Linked DNA regions of Triticum aestivum: region 2 is linked to region 1. A link is a contact called in public Hi-C data. All regions are on one chromosome and are shown on one strand. Each heading gives the region's core, a stretch centred on a gene start, on an enhancer-like site or on the middle of the called end of the contact. The rest is flanking DNA. Distances are from core to core; before and after follow the strand shown.

What was found. A called contact is a pair of places that touch in the nucleus more often than the background predicts.
Region 2: a Hi-C map of an unstated tissue shows a contact between it and region 1, with 9 times the contacts expected there. The contact joins the promoter of LOC123127868 here to the promoter of LOC123127866 in region 1. A contact is called at or near these places in 2 of 5 Hi-C or Micro-C datasets (leaf and an unstated tissue).

What each region holds. Positions count from the first base shown.
Region 1 is chr6A:454,089,883-454,096,862 of IWGSC CS RefSeq v2.1, reverse strand. LOC123127866 (homeobox-leucine zipper protein HOX24) reads right to left here and starts at 3,097. Exons shown (of 2, transcript XM_044547720.1): 1 at 2,633-3,097; 2 at 1,911-2,524. The coding sequence starts at 3,016. The coding sequence ends at 2,243.
Region 2 is chr6A:454,403,452-454,409,868 of IWGSC CS RefSeq v2.1, reverse strand. LOC123127868 (ATP-dependent zinc metalloprotease FTSH 7, chloroplastic) reads right to left here and starts at 4,692. Exons shown (of 13, transcript XM_044547722.1): 1 at 3,667-4,692; 2 at 1,944-2,009; 3 at 1,708-1,842; 4 at 1,523-1,588; 5 at 1,258-1,443; 6 at 1,090-1,176; 7 at 883-996; 8 at 685-809; 9 at 502-610. The coding sequence starts at 4,512.

The DNA.
Region 1 (6,980 bases), core at 1,848-4,347:
CTTCCACTTCCATGGTCATAACATTACAGTCAGTAGGTTTGACGTGTCGTCATGTTTTGGTTGAACAGGAGTTGCATGACACTGATAACTGATAACTAACAAAATTTCTACTGACCAGTCTACCATGCCATGATAATTTAGAATCAAGCGCCCGGCTCGTTGTCATATCAACATTGAGGGCTTCTTTGATTTGCATGAATTTCAAAACGCAGGAATACGAAAAAGTACTACATGATTGGAGTGGTGTGTTTATTTGAATCCTAATTAGCAAACCAAATTAATCTGAACCACAGATTGTTCGGTACCACAGAAAAAACAAATGAACTGTAAAAAGATATTAAAGTTTTTTTTTGAAACGAAGACAAAAGATTTGTCTCATCAATTAACTAAAAAGAGAATTGCTAGTTAATCAATGAAAACCGGATGAAAACCAATACAAACCAATCACATGTGTACTACTCAAAGAGGATGCAACCCCATAAGCGCACAATCAACCCAACAACCATGCCCAACACGCACTGACCATCAACCCTCACACTCCTAGTTCGCAAAGAAATTTCCAACGAGAGTACCAAGCACAACCTAAAAAACTGATGACCATTCATCAAGCAGCTGCGAACGTCTTTTTTGTGGCGTCACTCTTCTTACTTTTGTTTCTGAGAGCCTTCTCCATGATTGTCTTGTCAGATCCAGGGCTAACCGCCTCCAAACGTTTGAGCAAGCTGTGAATCTCTATCGCAAAGAGAATCGCATCAACCTTGTCACACATAGACTAGTGATTAAAGTGGATGCTAAATTTCCTGTCAAATATAACACAGATGGCCTCTTGGTAAATTTTCTATAAGATCCAATCCTACGAACCAATTCCTTGCAATCGTTGCTTCTCCAAACGTTTGAGCAAGCTGTGAATCTCTATCTCAAAGAGAATTGCATCAACCTTGTCACGAACAGACTAAGTGATTAAAGTGGATGCTAAATTTCCTGTCAATATAACACAAATGGTCTCTTTGTAAATTTTCTATAAGATCCAATCCTACGAATCAAGATAGTATAAAATTCCTTGAATCAAAGAAGCGCCAAGTTTCTTCTCCTTGCAGTCGTTGCTTCCTCTTAGAAGAAAGCACTGTCAGACTAAGCGAAATGGGTGCTCCTGTATTTGTAGAGGGCAAAGGTGTCACTACACACGGGTGTACCAACATCGTGGGTGAACTGCAAACTAAAAACAACACAAAAAAGGTAAATTCGAAAAAATTCCAAACTTTTTTTGTCAACAATAGGCCCAAATGTTTCTAGGTGATTATACACAAGAGAAACAAAATGATGATGAAAACTGTGAGCAGTGAATTCTTTTGTGTGTAAACCTCCTCAAATCGCTTAAAACGTTTGAGTATATTGATGTCACAAAATTCCATTTTTTTTTTCAAATTTACTGTCCACGAGGTGTGTGGTTACACCCAGGAGTAAAGAAATAACCAATCTTTTTTTAGTAAGAAAAAATAATTAGAACATCTGCGCGCTCCTCACTTGATGTGGCGGGCGGTCGCTTTCTAGGTGAGTGAGTCGTTTCCACTACCCATTCGGCCGCCGGGCCACGCATCCACAACTTCTTTTTCTCGCCGAACCGTCCTCTCCCCCGGCGACAGCCGCGCCTCCCGCGTTGTTTTCCCGCTGCTTCTTTCTCGTCTTTGGCCCCCGCGCGCGACAGTGCCGGACGAACCAACGGTCGACACGCCGGGTGGAGTCCAAAGCAGCAACAGACGATACGAATCATCCCCCCTGTGCTGCCGCGACAGCGACGCTCCTCTCCTCTCGTCGTCTCCGGCGCACGCGCCTTCTGGATCGATCCATCGCCTACAGGCCACAGTAATAGCACGCGCGCGAGAACACAGCAACTGGTGAAAGACGTTCTCTATGGGTAACCAGTGGGTGTATATTTTTCGTCGGCGACGGCGCGACAGGAACCACACGAGTTACAGTCGCCAGACACGCTGCGCGTGATTCTTAAGCCATTTTTCACGGACATGAATCCCAGAGTCGACGGAGCAGATCGCCGGCCGGCCGGCCGGCGGGAAGATTTCTCGCATGTAGATTTCATGGCTGCTTGCACGTGGGATCCCTACCTATCTGTTCTACGATTCTACCTGACGGCCCGATCGACCTGATCTACATAGTCCGGATCAACCAGCTAGACCAGCCAGCAACAACATCGACGTACACAGATGTATGCATATGCAGCGTTGGTTCATGCCACTGCGTTCCACTCCACCAGCGGCCATGACGTCTCCCACAGCTCCGGAGTGGCGCAGAACGGCTCCTGCAGGTCAACCCCATACGCCAGGTGGTTGTCATACTCGTACCAGCCCGGAGTTGAGCCGTCCGAGACGTCTGCCGCCGGCGCCGCGCTCTCATCCTTCGCCACGATGCAGCTGCTAACGTTGTTGCTCTTGTCGTCCACCTCGGCGGCGGCGTCGCAGCTTGCGCTCTGGTCCTGCCGCTCGTTCAGCTTCTTCTTCAGCTCTTCCAGCTGCACATCGAGCAGACGACGCCATTAGCATGCATGCGACTCGCGTATCTGTAATGATCGACGACCGACCATGGAGGATGGAGGATATGGCATGCGTGTGCTGGTTACCTGCGCGGCGAGAGTGAGCTTTTCCTGCTTGAGCGACTCGACGCGGGCGCGGAGGGCGTCGTAATGGCCGCGCAGCTCCGCGAAGTCCTGCTCCAGCTGCTTGGAGCGCCACCGGGCGCGCTTGTTCTGGAACCAGATGGCCACCTGGCGCGGCTGCAGCCCCAGCTCACGCGCCAGCTCCGCCTTCTCCCGGGGCTCCAGCTTGGCGCGCCGCGTGTGGAACGTGCTCTCCAGCGACCGCACCTGCTCCTCCGTGAACCGCCGCTTCCTCTCGCCGCCGCCGCCGCCGCTCAGCTGCTGCTGCTGAAGGAAGTGGCCGTCGTCCCCCGCCGCGGCGTGCATGGGCGGCGGCGGCGCCAGCAGGAACTGGCGGTCGCTCTCCATTTCGGAGCCGTCGCGGTATCAAATCGTCAGAGCGAGAACTCCACTGAACCAAGCTTTGGTAGCGCGTGCACCAGGCGTGCATCTGTGGCGTTTGGAACGTGGCGCGCCGGTCCGGTTTTATACGGGTCCAGAACGGAGCGGCGCGACGCACGCGCACACGTGGCGCCGATCGAAACCCGCGGGCCCGCCGTCGCTGTATCGCGCCGTACAGGTGTCGCGCACCGGGCCGGTGGCCCGCGGGCATATGCACGGAATGGTTATCCGTCTCGAGATCGACTTGGGCCTGGCGCGGGCCGGACACGTGGTGCGCGGGCATGGCTGTAGTGCGAGATCCTCTCTCTCGTTCTGCACACTTTGTTCAACGATGCCACGGTTCCGCGGGGAGGCCAATCGCTGTAGCTAGGTCGACAGCGTCCATGTCGATCGGCACGGCTTCTCCCGGAAGAGATGCCGAGGTGGCTTGTCACGTTGCCTGGGGGGCTCCCCGTTTTCTCGCTGGCTGGGCGCCCTAGGTCTGGGTAGGGTGTCGCTGTGGAGGCCGGCGACGAGATGACGGCTCGGCAGAAGAGAGGAGAGGAGAGGAGAATTCCATGGACATCTTCTCTTCGTCTTTGGATCGTCGTTAAAGCTAGATTAAAAGAGCTTATCTCCAGTTCGATTGGCGTTGCGTCACGTGTCCCTCCAGCTGCTCCGCGTCGACCAAGATACATGTGCGTTGTGCTAGACAAAAAATCGTGTGTTGTTTGTAACCTGTTTGTGATTCGCTCCTGCCAATGAGGCAACGAGGTCTTGGGTTTGTGGCGTTATCCAGTTTTATCTGTATATAGGGTTGCTTAACACTAGTCCATCAGTTGGACAGTTGGACTATTAATCCGCTTATATAGAGTGCAAAGAGCAAGCTGGCGAATGAGTCTGTTGGAAACGAATGTTTTGGCGATGCTTCACGATGTATTGATCGGTGCATAGCGCACGTATATATGGAGTACAAGGTGGACCACAACCTCAACTATATAAAGACTAGGAGGTGGATCGGGCTATACAATATACATGCACAAACCATATATTCAACACCCCCACGCAGTCGAAGCGTCGCCATAGACGCAAAGACTGGACCTGAACTCCTCGAAAACAGAAGTAGGCAGTTCTTTGGTCATGACATCGGCAAACTGTTGCGCCGTCGCGGCGCGGAAAACCCGGATGCGCCCAAGAGCCACCTGCTCACGAACAAAGTGTATGTCGAGCTCAATATGCTTCGTTCGTCGATGATGGACTAGGTTGGCGGAGAGGTACACGGCGGAGACGTTGTCGCAGTAGACGAGCGTGGCCTTGTGAACATCACAAAGCAACTCCTGGAGCAGCTGGCGAAGCCAAGAGCATTCGGCAACGGCGTTAGCCACTGCCCGATACTCTGCCTCGGCACTCGAGCGGGAGACGGTGGGCTGTCGCTTGGAGGACCAAGAGATCAGAGACGGCCCAAGGTAGAAACAATACCCCGAAGTGGAGCGCCGTGTGTCCGGGCAGCCAGCCCAGTCCGCATTAGAGTAGGCGACGAGGTCGGTGGAGGCGGAGGCCGTCAGTGTAAGTCTCATGGACGGGGTGCCGCGTATGTAACGGAGGATACGCTTCACCAAGGTCTAGTGAGAATCACGTGGAGCATGCATGTGAAGACAGACATGCTGAATGGCATACTGCAAGTCGGGGCGCGTTAGGGTGAGGTACTGCAAAGCACCCACAATGGAGCGATAGAAGGCCACGTCGGATGCGGGAGAACCCTCCAGAGCGGAAACCTTGGCCTTGGTGTCGATAGGCGTGGGAGCGGGCTTGCAGTTAAGCATGCCGGCTCGATCGAGAAGCTCATGGGCGTAACGCTGCTGGTGCAGAAAGAACCCATCTGGCCGTCGAACCACCTCAATGCCAAGGAAGTAGTGGAGGGGCCCCAAGTCCTTCAGGGCAAACTCATCGCGAAGACAAGCAGTGAGCCGCTGGAGGAGCGCGACAGTGGATGCCGTCAGGATGATGTCGTCGACGTAGAGCAACAAGTAGGCCGCGTCAACCCCGTGATGGGACACGAAGAGGGACGCGTCAGAGCGAGTCGATATAAATCCGAGCGTCTGCAGGAATGCAGCGATGCGCTGGTACCAGGCCCGAGGCGCCTGCTTCAACCCATAAAGGGAATGGGAGAGCAAGCACACATGGTCTGGATGCGTGGCGTCGACGAAGCCGGTGGGCTGCTCATAGAACACCTGCTCAGCGAGGTGGCAGTGCAAGAAGGCGCTGGAGACATCCAACTGATGCACATGCCAAGCTCGGGAGACGGCTAGCTGAAGCACGGTGTGGATCGTGCCCGGTTTAACAACCGGGGCAAAAGTGTCGGTGAAGTCCACGCCCGCACGTTGCCGAAAGCCTCGAACCACCCAGCGAGCTTTGTAGCGCTCGAGAGTGCCATCTGGACGAGTCTTGTGCTGAAAAACCCACTTGCCCATGATGATGTTGGCACGGGGCGGCCGAGGGACAAGCTGCCAGGTGCGGTTCCGTTGGAGCGCGTCGAACTCTTCCTGCATCACAGCGAGCCAATGAGAACCCCGAAGGGCGGCTCGAGCTGACGATGGGAGAGGAGAGGCTCGGAGACGGAAGCAACGAGAAGATACTCATCGCCAGTGTACTGTGTACTTGGGTGGAAGGTGCCAGCTCGAGAGCGAGTCATCGGGCGGGGCAGTGAGTCCGGGTTGGTGACGGGCGAAGCGAAGAAGAGCCCACCACCTCCAATGCCGCGGGCGAAGCCGCCGCGGGTGTTGTCGCGGCGAGGCCGCCTCGGACGAGGCGGCAGGCGAGGGCGCGGGGGGCGCCGATGAGGCCCGCGCGGCAGCCAGGGAGGCCGAGGGCGCAGTGGGCATCGCGGGTGCCGGGAGGGGTGCAACCCCTAAGGTAGCCAACTGGGGAGGAACTCGACCCGTGGAGCGGGGGGCACCCTCAAAGCTGGGAGGCGGCCCAAGAGAAGCTCGCGAGCGGCCCTCACCGGGGGCGGGCAAAGCCGCAACATCTGAAGGTACCTGCTGAAACGGAAAAACCATCTCATCAAAGTAAACGTGTCGGGAAGTGATCACCCGATGTGAGATAGGATCATAGCAGCGGTAGCCTTTGGTGTTGGGGGGATAGCCAAGAAAAATACATGCCACGGATCATGGTGTAAACTTATGAGGAGTAGTGGAAGCGATGCTAGGGTAGCACAGGCAATCGAAGATGCGGAGCTCGGCGTAGGAAGGTGGCGTGCCGAACAAAAGATGATGAGGTGTAAAGTTCCCGCGAGTGCGACAGGGACGGATGTTGAGGAGTAGCGATGCGGTGGCAAGCGCGTCGGGCCAAAAATGTGGTGGCACGTGGCGTGAAAGAGGAGGGTGCGGACGCAGTCATTAAGTGTGCGAAGCACGCGCTCAATGCGGCCATTTTGTTGCGAAGTGTACGGGCAAGTGAGACGAAAAATCGTACCGTGTGTGGCGAGAAGGTTGCGGATCGCAAGATTATCAAACTCCTTCCCATTGTCTGTTTGTAATGCATAAATGGGTCGATCAAACTGCGTGGAGACATAGGAATAGAAAGCGGTGAGAATGGCAACAAAATATGACTTGCGCCGCAACGGGAAGGTCCACACATAGTGCAAAAAATCATCAAGTATGACAAGATAATAAAGATAGCCCGTGTTACTTGCAACAGGAGAGGTCCAAACATCACTATGAATTAACTCAAACGGGTATGATGCAACATGCGAGGAAGTGCTAAAGGGAAGACAAACATGTTTGCCGATACGACAAGCATGACAAGTGTGACCATCGATCTTATTACACGTGAATGAAAAACTCCGAAGAATATGACCGAGGGAGTCCTGGATTAAGGGGTCCTCAGACAACCGGACTATATACTTTGGTTGGACTGTTGGACTATGAAGATACAAGATTGAAGATTTCGT
Region 2 (6,417 bases), core at 3,443-5,942, 310 kb before region 1:
TGGCCCCGTGGCCGGCGCTGGCAGAGAAGGGTAGGGGGGATTCAGGAGGAGGGAAGGAGATTAGGGATTCCAGAACTACTGAATTATTTCCTGAAGTCCTAGTACACACTCCTGCTCCTTATATAGGAGATGACCAATTTTAACACAAGGAAAGTAAAGACTCAATCAGAAACAAACAGGAACACACCTCCACCAGGGATTCAATCCTGCACAAATACAACTTGGTCCTAAGTTGATTCTAATCAGATTTTGGTTTAGTCCGACATTTGTACGGAACACCCCACATAACAAACACAGTTTTACAGATGGTGCTGTTTAGATATCCATACTATGTATGTTGGGCAATTGCACTTTATGTAATCCTCTGCGCATTGCACAGTTAAGGACTAAGATAGATATAACTTGAAGCTGAATACAATATAGTTGGGACTGCATACACATCATATTCTACTTCAATAAAGAAAGTAATAGAACGAGATTTGAGATAACAGAAAAACATACAGCTATAGAGCGCTCAACCGCGCTGATGAAATCGATCTTTTCCACTATTTCTTTATTTGATCTTCCAGCCAACAAAGCAGCTTCATTCACTAAATTAGCAAGGTCTGCCCTGCATAGGGTACACACAAGTCAAATGGAAAGTGGTACATGGTTAAAAAGATTAACTAGAAGAGAAATTGTTACCCTGTAAAACCAGTTGTCATTGCAGCAATGCCGCTGAGATCTACATCTTTACCAAGGGGAAGCTCTTTTCTGTTCGCATGAACTTTCAGGATAGATTCTCTTCCAAATTTATCGGGAGCTTCAACCTGTCATGAAAATGTCTGTCACATCTGAAAACTAAGAAGCAAGTGATACACTTGTTTGAGAATAAAAGCTAACCGTGACTACACGGTCAAATCTCCCTGGGCGCCGAAGGGCAGGATCCAAAACATCTGCCCTGTTTGTTGCTCCAAGTACAATGACAGCTGAGTTGGTATCAAAACCATCCATTTCCTAAAAAAAGAGAAAATTAACAATGGCCAAACAAAGAATAGGGTGCCATGGAAGTAAAGACTGAAAAGTAAGAAACTATTGTTATTATCCTACCGTGAGCAGTTGATTTAGTGTCTGCTCACGCTCATCGTTGCTGACGATACGGTACCGGCCATCACGACTTTTTGCCACGGCATCAATCTACAAAGAGCAGCCGAATGCAAAGGGTTAGCATGCATCTGAATAGAAAACAAGTAATTATATCCACAAATGCTAGATTACCTCATCAATAAAAATAATTGACGGTGATTCCTTTTTGGCCCTAGCAAATAGTTCACGTACTCGAGCTGCTCCCATGCCTACATATAGCTCCACAAATTCACTTGCAGAACAACTTATGAAAGGAACTTCCGCTTCCCCTGCTACAGCTTTAGCAAGGAGTGTCTTTCCAGTTCCTGGAAGGCCCACCTGTAAAAAGGATTGCACTGTAAGTAACAAACGCAATAACCAAGCAACACTCACTACTATAAATAAATGCAGAACTAACCAACAAGACACCTCGAGGAGGACGTGCACCAAGACGAATATATTTTTCTGGGTTCCTTAGGAACTCCTGAACATAATGAAAAGATAAAACCAGGTTATTTTCCTCCAATCAATAGATAGACCAGAACATCACTGCACATACTAGAATACAAGATTACCAGTAACAAGTCATCATAAAACCCATACCACAATTTCTTCCAACTCTTCTTTGGCCTCGTCAACTCCAGCCACATCAGCGAATGTAACTATATCGGCAGTTTCTGAAACTTTTGCCCCACCAGAGTTCAAATTCTTTCGATTCCTCAGCTGGCCTGTTGATTGCTGGTAATACACAAGAAATAATAATGTCTATAAAAAAATCAAATTTAAAGACCATATTCACCAGTTGACTGGGGTAGAAAAATATAAACACATGTCAGTACCTGAGAAAAGCTTATTGGCAGTCGCTGAAGAACTACTGCAATTAATACAACATAAATAAGAGCCACCTGCACAATATAAGAGTGTAATTAGGGCCAAAAGCACAGGTTGAAGAGAGACTTGTACACGTGGACATGAACACTGAGCAATGTAAACATACACAAACATCTTACAAGATTACCCCTTGCGCCTATCAACACGCATCGGTACATTGTTTGGAGTCTGCGAAATTTCTATTTTGTGGATCAAATTAAGGATTGCATATTCCTGTATTAGGCTAGGTACATAAGTTCACATATAAAACTGGGGTTCAATTTATCTTTTTTTCATGTGAAGAAATCCATCACCAGTTCCATACACAACAACAACAACAACAAAGCCTTTAGTCCCAAACAAGTTGGGGTAGGCTAGAGGTGAAACCCATAAGATCTCGCGACCAACTCATGGCTCTGGCACATGGATAACAAGCTTCCACGCACCCCTGTCCATAGCTAGTTCTTTGGTGATACTCCAATCCTTCAGGTCTCTCTTAACGGACTCCTCCCATGTCAAATTCGGTCTATCCCGACCTCTCTTGACATTCTCCGTGCGCTTTAGCCGTCCGCTATGCACTGGAGCTTCTAGAGGCCTGCGCTGAATATGCCCAAACCATCTCAGACGATGTTGGACAAGCTTCTCTTCAATTGGTGCTACCACAACTCTATCTCGTATATCATCATTCCGGACTCGATCCTTCCTTGTGTGGCCACACATCCATCTCAACATACGCATCTCTGCCACACCTAGCTGTTGAACATGTCGCCTTTTAGTCGGCCAACACTCAGCGCCATACAACATTGCGGGTCGAACCGTCGTCCTATAGAACTTGCCTTTTAACTTTTGTGGCACTCTCTTATCACAAAGAATGCCAGAAGCTTGGCGCCACTTCATCCATCCGGCTTTGATTCGATGGTTCACATCTTCATCAATACCCCCATCCTCCTGCAGCATTGACCCCAAATATCAAAAGGTGTCCTTCTGAGGCACCACCTGCCCATCAAGGCTAACCTCCTCCTCCTCACACCTAGTAGTACTGAAACCGCAAATCAGGTACTCAGTTTTAGTTCTACTAAGCCTAAACCCTTTTGATTCCAAGGTTTGTCTCCATAACTCTAACTTCCTATTTACCCCCGTCCGACTATCGTCAACTAGCACCACATCATCCGCAAAGAGCATACACAACGATTGTAGGGTTGATTAAATATGTAGTTATGGAGTACATACTAACAAAATTTAGCAACAAGTACTCCTGTTTGCTTGCTATAAAAAGCAGCCGCTGGGAGAATTGAACAAATGTTATGCTTTTGTTTCAAGCAGAACAAAAAAAATATTGGATTCTAATCTCTTGCGAGCATCTCTAAGTATTGACACATAACAAAACACTGGTTTTCTTTTTCTCCTTCATTGCCAGTACGTCACATCTAACTAGTTAACATATATAAAATCTAGATTGCTGAAACAAACCATACTAAAGGAAATAACATTACAAATTATTCCTCCTTATTTAAACTAAACGCCATCTCTAATTCTACAATCTCCGTCACCATATGTAGTAAATCATATTTCCCCTGTTTCCTATTGACATGTCACTAATGGCCTAAAATGCTATGCTTGCAACAATTTTCAAGCCACAATAATCAAACGTGTAAGGTGTAACACAGATAACTTTCAGCTGAAATGCCTTACCAAAGCTGAATTGAGCATGCCGCCGGACCTCCTATCTGGCGACCCAAACTCAACACTATTCTCCACCATCTTCTCATATGGAGTCTTAATGTCCACTGGTCGTGTGGTTGTGAAGACGATTCTCCTCGAAATGGCAGCATCAGCAACGCCATCTGCTTGTGTTTGTGGCTGCTCCACCACGCTGGCCTCAACCTCTGGACGGAGCCGGAACATAACGTGCACCCCATCCACCTCAACCTTTTTCACTTGGTCCTTATCAATGCTCGCCAGGAAGTCGCTGTAGGGGACGCTGATGTAAGTGGTCTGCGGCCGGGGCTCTGAGCCAGGCAACGTGATCTCCGGCCGCAGCATGCGGAGGGCGAATATGGCAAACCCGAGCTGTAGCAGGAGGAACCCCATCTCCCGGCCCTGCACTATGGGCTCCCAAAACCATCGGCCAACACCGCCGCCCTTAGCCACCCGCCGGCGCCACTTGTTTTCCCCCCTCTTGGACGAAGAGGGCGGTGACGACGGCGGCGTCGCGGCCGCGCTGGTGGTGCTCGTGCCCGCGCTATCACCTCCTTGCTCCGCCGCCGCGTCGCGGTCGCCGTCCCCGGTGGACGAGGCCTCCCCTGACCCGGAGGCGCCGTCGCCGTCGCGCTCGACGTTGGCGCGCGCCGCCGGCGGGCAGCGAATGCGGCGATGGATGAGGGCGAACCCGAGGCCCCGGGGCGGCACGGCGGACAGGCGGACCGACGCGGCGCTGCCTCTGTAAGCAGGTCGCCTGCAGAGGGGGCGCAGGAGCGACCGGGAGGGGGGCACGATGGGGAGCGAGACGAGGGTTTCGGCGGCGGCGGCGGAGGCCATGGGAGAGGCAGGGGGGCGGGCCCCGAACCTAGATTCGCGACCGGGAGGATGGGGGCAGCTCGAGGACCTCGCGTGGAGGAATCGGTGGGGAGGGCGGGCGGAGTGAGGTGGGGAGATGAGGAACAGAGGAAGGCAGAGGACGAGACGAACCGAGACGGGGAGCGAAGGGTGTCGCCGTTGCCTGCGTGTCTCGCCGTCACGCCGGGCTGTTAAATCCTGTTCGGGTGAATAACCTGCGGTCACCGAGAGGTGCACGTATTATTTCACTGATGCAAGGGTCCCATTCGTGGGCCGCGTGTTTGTGGGCCCATTCTCAGTAGAAAGCTGCGACGTTTCTTGGATTTCAGTGGCTTATCCGTTCCGTGGAGATATGGCACGGAGCCGGCGGAGAGGGAGGGGGGTTAACGGGATTGGTGGGGACGAGCTCCTCGTTGTCAGTGAGAGCAGGGGCGTGAGTCAGAAGGTGGGGTCGCTCGAGATATTTGGCAAGTCGGATGGTGCAGGGCGGCGCGCTGCCCATGTCCACAGAAACGATGAACGAGTTCCGAATTTGGGAGCATATCTATCTTCCACTGCAGAGAAAGAAAAACAATGGATTTGCTAATTTTGTGTGGATTTCTGAACAAACGTGCACCTTCTTTGTCACTGAGCTACTACAGTGGAAGGGTAGATGATCAAATTTGTAAGACGCTGCCCTGCAAGCAAGTATAAATAGTAAGCAAAATTGTAGGACTCTGCAAACATGTGCAAATAGTAACCGTGACTAATATGTACTCGTAATAGTTGTTTTAGGCTTAGTACTAGGTAAGTGTCAGTGTGTTGCAACAGGAGAGCGTTATATATGCATGGGTCATATATGCAGATCATTCTATAAAAAATCAACTCAACCTAAAACTTTATTGGGCTTAATCCTAATTTTGTTAAGCATCATACATGGGCAATGCATGTATTTTTTTAAATAAATATATGTGTATGGTATATGGTTGAATGCCCCATGCCATATGTCTTGACTCTTGAGAGCCTAACTCAATTTCCTTTCCGTCAACAAAACCAATATAAATCCTCAAAAAAAAACAATATAATATGTTGAATATGTATCACAAAATTACTACAAGTCCACACAGCATGAGCAACTTCTTGCAATGTTTATCTAGCCATTGTCAAGGCTGGCCTATAATCTGGCATGTTTCCTCTAATTTGCATCCATTTTCAGGAAGTTTTCTCTACTGTTAGCTGAATGTTTGCCTGATAAAAACACATTAGAAAAAAATAAAAACATGCAACAAAGAATACTCTCAAATTTAGAAATTCCTTGCTCGGAATTCAGTCATTTGCCCTAAAGAGGTGAGGAAGACGAGCCGAGGTGTGACGCCCCGAGACCGATGTGCCAGGTGTCCTCCAGTTATTCGTTGTTGTTACCTTGTCATTGCTTGCGTGTCATGCATCTCATATCATGTCATCATGTGCATTTCATTTGCATACATATTCGTCTCATGCATCCGAGCATTTTCCCCGTTGTCCGTTTTGCAATCCGGCGCTCCTATGTCACCCGATGTCCCTTTCTACCTCTTTTCGTGTGCGGGTGTTAAACGTTTTCGGATTGGACCGAGACTTGTCATGCGGCCTTGGTTTACTACCGGTAGACCGCCTGTCAAGTTTCATAGCATTTGGACTTCGTTTGATATCCCAACGGTTAACCGAGGGACCGAAAAGGCCTCGTGTGTGTTGCAGCCCAACACCCTTCCAATTTGGCCCAAAACCCACCTAAACCTCCTCCATCATCTCGGACGTTCGATCACGCGTGGCCGAAAACCGCACCTCATTTGAACTCTCCTAGCTCCCTCTACCTATAAATATGTGCACCCCGTCAAAATTCGCGGACGAAACCCTAGATCTCACCTCCCT